Regions from separate parts of the Zea mays genome. Here region 2 is linked to region 1. Evidence: chromatin contacts called from public Hi-C data. All regions are on one chromosome and are shown on one strand. The core of a region is the stretch at or near the end of the contact, and the rest is flanking DNA. Distances in the headings are between cores, read along the strand shown.

The links. A called contact is a pair of places that touch in the nucleus more often than the background predicts.
Region 2: a Hi-C map of ear shows a contact between it and region 1, with 1.9 times the contacts expected there. The contact joins the enhancer-like site here to the promoter of LOC109943145 in region 1. A contact is called at or near these places in 3 of 25 Hi-C or Micro-C datasets (ear and leaf).

The regions. Positions count from the first base shown.
Region 1 is chr10:83,415,448-83,419,115 of Zm-B73-REFERENCE-NAM-5.0, reverse strand. LOC109943145 reads right to left here and starts at 1,643. Exons shown (of 2, transcript XM_020545999.2): 1 at 1,002-1,643; 2 at 567-828. The coding sequence starts at 1,340. The coding sequence ends at 781.
Region 2 is chr10:83,743,457-83,747,124 of Zm-B73-REFERENCE-NAM-5.0, reverse strand. It overlaps LOC100284888, which reads left to right. Exons shown (of 3, transcript NM_001157783.2): 3 at 1-746. The coding sequence ends at 487. Among protein-coding and RNA genes, the nearest start is that of LOC100284888, 4.2 kb to the left of the region's middle. Within about 2 kb of position 1,999, at least 18 of the 20 cell types and tissues checked have an H3K27ac peak or open chromatin away from gene starts, as enhancers often do. A contact at or near this core is called in ear and leaf, where this site is marked.

The sequences.
Region 1 (3,668 bases), core at 394-2,893:
CTCTCCCTCGCGAACGCTTGTAACCCCTACTACGAGCACCCCCCGGCGCGAGATAATACATTTTCCCCTTCTGTTCCATCTTGCGCCAACCCATCTAGACAGGGGCACGCGGCGATAAATTCACTGGTCGGCCCGGTCGAGGGTCCCCCGGGGTCCGAGACGCCGGCACCTTTAATGTTTTTTCTATTGAATAGGATGAGTGTTAGGAAAACAAAAACACACTGCAAGGGGGTTTCTTAGTCCATGGTGCACGTTCCCTTTTCTAAAGGAGTTCTTCTAGCTAGAGCAGACATGAGGCGTTGTTGCTGAGACACGCCCGGCTAGAACTGCGTGATACACCTATCAACTTTGGCTTCTTAAGTGTGTATCCAATATCGACCTTTGCCCATTGATGCTTGAATGCCATTGTTGGAAACTGAGTCCAATATCGACCTTAGCTCTAAATCTGCTCCTGTATTTCTTCATAGCCTGGAAATGATAGTCAGTTGTGATTGAATGATGTGTTAATGCAGATTTGACTGCATTTACGTCAGGATAGATCACACCTTCATCAACACACATGGGTGATCAACATCATAACAAAATGTAGGTTCAATGTCCTCGTCATCATCAAGGCTTATTACATCATCACCATCATAGTTAGACTCATCCATTTTAGAGTTAATGTCAGAAGCAGCAGCATCTGAGTCATAACTGCTATCACTAGCCACCTCAAGTGACTCAGCAGGTTGAACGCTAGCACTACGTTGAGAGGCTGTATCAAGTTGTTGAAAGCATGCACTACGATGAGGCTCTAAAGTTAATAGGTTGCAGGGAGTGCGCTGTTACCTACACAACACAAGGTTAATACCTAATGAGCATATGAACAAATCCAAATCCAAATCCAAATGTATAGGACCAGATCCACCTAGAAGGCATGTTAAGGATGCATCAAATCGACATATACAACATGTTAAAGTACACGACAAATTGACCAAAGTAGCACTCTGCAATGTCAATACCTGCTGCTCTCCATGGCGTTGCCCGGCACTCCGCAATGTCAGCTCAGGGACCACTCGCTGCCACTGCCACACGCCTTGGATCTGCTCGTCGCCTTGGAGCCGTTGGCCACCCGCGTGGACAAGGTTGTCGCGTGGAGCAGGTTGCCACCGCCCGTGGAGCCCTGCTGCGTCGCGCTCAAGGTCATTGCCTCTTGCCGACCTGCCCACGTTGGAACCAGCAGCGACCGCCTCCTGCCCGCGCTGTACCACCAGCAGCCGTCCGCGCAGGATCCCGGCTGCCCACGCGATCCTGCCCGCGCTGGAACCAGCAGCCGCCCGCGCGCGAGCATGGCTGCCCATGCAGCATCTCGAGTCGCCGCCGCCTCGTGCTCAAGGTCGCCCCACCGCGCAGCCTCTCCGCTAGCCCGACGCCGCCAGGGAGCCATCCCAAGGTATGGTTGGGAAGTAAAGGGCATGTTTGTCTCTACAGTAATTATTTCTTTTGTTATTTCGAAAATTGCAACGGAACGTAACAGAAGGGCAGACGGAGAACTCTGTTAGGGGCAAACGTGTAAACGGCGAAACCACAAGGGCAAATAGACATTTGGAACCCAGAACAGGGGCAATGGCACCAATTACCCAAATTAAAATTACATAATCCATAAATAAAATCTAATTTATAAACAAAAGTATAGTTTTTTTTTTGAATTTTAAATATCTGTAGACTTCAAATAGTTAATAAAAACAGCTAGCTAATGTGGCGCACGGGTAGACCAATCAGAACATAACATATCACTAAAAATTGTCATTACTGACTAGTGTTACCAACCGAGTTAGCTTGGTACCGACCAGTTTCTCTAATGCAGTGGTCGATATCGATTGGTTTGTTTTTAACATGATCGATATCGATCGAGCCGACCGATCAGTAGACCCATTAATAGACTCGCTAAACTGGCCCTTACTGAAACCGGATCGATTGGTAGCGACCGGCCCTCTACAGCCCGTGCCATCTCCATTGGATCCAGCCTAATCTTAAGTGGGTAGTGGTACAAATGTGGTAGCAGTGTACTCTTGTGTAGCTTTATCTCGATTCCTGACGTCTCTAATTCCAAGGAGTTCTTGTGTCTGCCGAAGTATATGACGTGGCCCATTCCTATTCTATTATTTCTTCTCTTCTCCTCTCCTCAAACAGGTTCCATCTGTTATGAGTACACAACGGAGACATGAACGAGCAAGCTTGTCATGTTCTGTTCAAGTATATATCAGGACGTGATACGTATTTATTTTTCCATGGCAGCCCTTCATAATGGTTTCACCTACTCCTCAAGAGAAACAACAGGGAGGGTAGCAAATAATCCTACCATGATTTCATCGTACACATTGGTTAATTAATTACTGTGTATCATCCCACATGATGAAGCCATCCTCTGTGCTGATGAGTGCCATATCAAAAACCCATCAAGCCCACACGATGTGCTCCAGCCATTATTATGCGGAGCGCTGGCACAAGCGTGAAACCATGCATTTTTTTCTATTTCTTTTGTGAAACATGCGTGTTGTGTGTGCGAACTTAAGATCTCAAGCCTCGCACAAGCTTGCGTTAACATTTGCTCTAGTATTAACAACTTTAGCGAATCTATCTCGCCCCCTAAACAATTTTAAATGAAAATCGTCTAAACTGCAAAGTTGTAGATGTAGTCTAGCATTATAACATTTGTTTAAGGTGTCCCTCCATCCAAGGTTGTTTGCGAAGTCTTAAAAATAATTTTTTAAAAAAAATCATAAACTTTCATAATTTTAATATTTTTGTTGGGGAGAAGTCTTTGCCAAAGGTCCTCAAGTAGCAGATCCCAGTGTCTTGAGTCTGTTTCAGGAACCAAATGGTACAAGCTTTGGTCGTCTGCTTCGGCAAGTTTGGCGAAGAAGTAAGATTTCAGCAGCACGAATGAAGAGAAGCTTGTCACATCATCTAAGCCATCTTCGGAGAGTAGCGTTTGGATAAAACTTGGGCTAACTACAAATGTCAAAAAGACGAGGGAGCTCACGAGAGACCGTAGAACATGTCTTTTGAGTGAGAAGACAAAAATACTCTCCAGGGATTGTAAAAAAACTCGGGGGAAATACCGCTCCCACGGGTTTATATTAAGAAAAAGTTCAATCGGAACCCCGACCGAGAAAGGTCACGAAAGTTGCCCCTCGTGCAGTATGAGGGTCCGTTCGGCCAGATCTTTACTCGTCCTTCGATCCCTCCCATCCCCTACACGAGGATCCGCCCCCCATCGGACAGTCTATCTCATATGCATACAACCAGGGTAACCAATGCGTGAACTTTTTTAACCTTAGCCTGAAATTCGGTCCCACTGGGATTCGAACTCAGGACATGAGTGTTACTCAGACCACCTAACCAACTCAGCTAGAGGCCCTTTCGCTTTCAGTGACGGTATAGTCCTTATGTAAGGGATTCGTTGTATCGATGTAATTTTAAACTGCTATGAATCAATACGACACAAAGTAGATCAAACACAGAGAATACACAGATTTAACGTGGAAAACCTCTCAAAAGCGAAGGGGGAAAAACCACAGGCGTCGGCCAGCTACAATATCAATATTTTTCGGGTGGTTACAGATCGTAGGAGATTTACAATGAGGTGACGGTCTCCTGCGGATTACAAGTGTATTTATAGAGGC
Region 2 (3,668 bases), core at 750-3,249, 330 kb before region 1:
TTCAGTTCCATCGCCAGTTCAGGTCCCAGTTCCAGTTTCAGCCCCAGTGATGACATCTCAGCCTATGGAACAGGACTCAGATACCACAAGTTCAATTGCTGGAGAGGCAGGAACGGTGATGCCAGGAGCCATGCCCCCCTATCTTTATCCAATGATGATTCCTCCTCCATACTACCATACTGCTTTTGTACCAATGCCCTGCTACGGTTATGTTCCTTTTTACTGTGAGCCACAAGGTGCTGCACAGGCTCCGCATGAGGTTGTCAAGCCAGTGGCTGTTCATTCAACGCCTCCACTGAATGCCAAAGACCTTTACAACATGTCTGAATTGAGCCTGAAGGGCGACTCGAATGCAAACGGTGGTGTGCCTGCTTCCCCCTTGCCTCCGAAGCCGATCGGTAGACCAGAGAGGCAATCTGCTTTCCATGGCAAAGGACCTACACCTACCGGTGGCTCGTCAGGTGGACTGATTCCTGCAGTCAAGTGAATTCGATTATGCTCCTAAACATGCCTTCATGTGTATGTAATACTAGAAATAGCCAAATCGTAATAGCCGCCTGTGCTGCTAAAATGGTGGTGTGTTTTCTAGCAAAATATCTATACTGCTCATTTTAGCCTTCACCAGTTTGGAAGTCATGATCCGAGGGTAAATATATTGTTAGCTTGTTGTTTTTGCAATAGTCTTCTTTTTTTCCCCATCAATTTGCCCCAATTTTCTTCATCAATCCTTAAAGTTATCAATTATTATTTGTTTTGCCTTCTGTTCTCATCAATTTGCTCCGGTTTTCATCTACCCCCAACATTATCAATCGTGTATCATTTCCTCGCTTTCTTTCTGCACATAATTTTGTTGAATTCTTTGTAGTTGGCACTTGTTACAATTAGTTACTAGTCAGTAGCTTTGTTCTTGAAAGAACTTACCATTGCACATGTTGTGTATCCCTTGATTTTCTAACACCTGAATGTACATATTGTTTCTTTTGCAATGGCTACTAGGAACCCAATCTTCCTTTACTAATCAGATGACAATACCATAGTGCAAAGCATAACAACGTCCCAATTAATCTACTATTGAGTGTAGACAATTTGTCTCGCTTTGCTGTACATTACACACAACTGCTACTTGATTTTGTGCTCCTGGTGTCTCCAATTCCCCAATTGTCTACAAAATTGGTAATGTAGTCCATGTGACCATTCCTCGCACCAACTCATCTTTCTTCTATGTCACTCGGGTTTATGAAACTGAGACGAATCGTGGTGCTGTGCCCCCTATATATATAATATAGAAGCAAGAGGATGTGGGGTTATATTTACACTGCTCCTTATTTCTATACCAACCGCATGTGGAGAGAGACATGAGCAGACATAAAAGGGAACAACTGATGCTCACACCGAGGGTGTTTGATTCAGCTTTCTGAACCGCCAAAAATATAAAATCTCAACCAAACTGGCGGTAGAATAAATTCCTGAAGCAGTTCTCGCATATCACAGCCAAGGTTCACCAAACCGGTTGATTAATCTGGCTTACAGATAATCGGTAATCATCGTCGATCGGTAACAGTGTTTGATTTAGCTTTCTGAAACGCCAAAAATGTAGAATCTCAACCAAACTGGTACAACGGTAGAACAAATTCTTGAAGCAGTTCTCGCATATCACAACCAAGGTTCACCAAACCGGTTGATTAATCCGGCTTACAGATAATCAATAATCATCGTTGATCGGTAACGCCGATTTACGAGTTTGAATTTTGGAGACTTCAAAATTTTTGAAAAAGAAATTGATGCCAATTTTCCTATAAATACTATGGATTATTTGATGACTTTCCACTAAAACCAAATTTGAAAACATGCAACTGGTTTCAAACTAAGAATCAAATAAGTTTTGGAAAAATAAAAAAAAAGAAAAACCACTATTTGGGTCGGTCTCTTATATGGCCCAATAACCCCACACACAACCCTAACTGCCGGCCAACTCTCTCACTCGCTTCCTCTCCTCCTCCCCTATCGAGTCTGCGTCGCGTCACTACTTATCCGATTCCTCAACGGCGTGTCTACTAGCCGGCCGATAAGGCAAACAAATCGACCGGTTCGTCTCCTGCTCAATCTAGACAGTAAGCCACCTCGTCCACGCGAAAAATCGTCCGATAAATCGACCATAGATCTTGGCTAGCAGTTAGTTGCAATAGTTGGACACTGCCGAGCCCAGCCACCGGTTTGAGCTGGCTAATCGGTTCCTTGCGCTGATTAGCCACCCGTTGAAGCCGATTAATCAGCCCCAGTACCTGACAAGCCGACGCTCGTGTCGTAGCCAGGGCTTGGGGATTTCCCCTTTACACTTTGAAATTTTATATATTAGCATTGGTAATTACTGCTACTTGCAATAACGACTAACAATACTTGCAATAATAGCTCATAGCTCATGTTATTGGTATTTTCAGGAATGTCGGATCAGATCAATCTGGTTTGGGAGCACGAGTACAATATATATCCTAGATTCAAGTTCAAGTGTTGTAATAAAAAGTGGAAGAGGCAATGCTACATGTTTTAAACAACACCTTGCATCGTGTGTGTAAGTGTGTTGAACACTAAAAGGGCCTGCTGGACGGTCCGCCCCTGGGCTGGACGGTCCGCCCCTGGGCTGGACGGTCCGCGGTGGTGCGGACGGTCCACGCGGTCAGAATTAGTTAGAGTTCCGAGTTTCTTGCGGGATTTGTTAGCGAGAACCGCAGATTTAGCTCAGAATATAGATTGTAACGGGTCCAGACCTCCCCTCTATATATACATAGAGGACTACGATCGATTAATCATCAACAATCGAATCAATAATCAGTTTATATCTCGTTTTTACCTTAGGCATTAGGAGCAGTTCTAGTTTAGCTCTAGATTAGCCTTTCCCCACCCTAAATTCTTCGCTTCGGCTCTACGTCGATTAGAGGTGTCTAGGGTGGCCTACCGACCCTAGACGAAGCATAGGATCTCTCTACCCCGACGGAGTCCCTCTTGGGAGCGAGATCTAGGCGTTGCCGGTGAACTCCGCCGCCCCTGGGCACACGCGGACCGTCCGACCCGTCAGGCAGGGAACCCGAGCCCTGTGCCAGGTCGTGGACCGTCCGGCCCCTGGCCGCGGACCGTCCACGCCTGTGTAGAGAGCACCGCAGCCGGTTCTCAACGCAGTGATTAGCGCTCGAATCGACGCGAACACACTTTTTTTGCGACTTCGCTGAGGACAACACATATAGACCTATCAGATCAGCCCTTAATGGTCAATTCAAGGGATAACTCTGACGTGTCCTCCAGCAATATCATACAACCGACTTGGGAAACCTTGCGGCACATGAACAACTCCAGTTCGAGTAGCACAAGGAGCAGCTGATCCAAGAAGAAAAGGCGAAGTTCCTGGCCAACTTCAAGGTGGACAGGAACAAAAAGGTCGTTCGGCAACGGGCGACAGATCTCGCTTCGCTCCAACCTACCACGACTACCCCCGAGGTGAGCGACACAAACGAGCTCCAATCTCTTAAAAATTATATAGATGAGTAGCGAGACCAAATGCAAAATATCGTAGGGGGCATGCAAAAAGATTATAGAAGGCTAGTACGTGCGTTTGATAAATCTACTGTTGCAAATTTTCCTTCGCACGAGGTTAAATTGGGGGGAAACACGCGTAA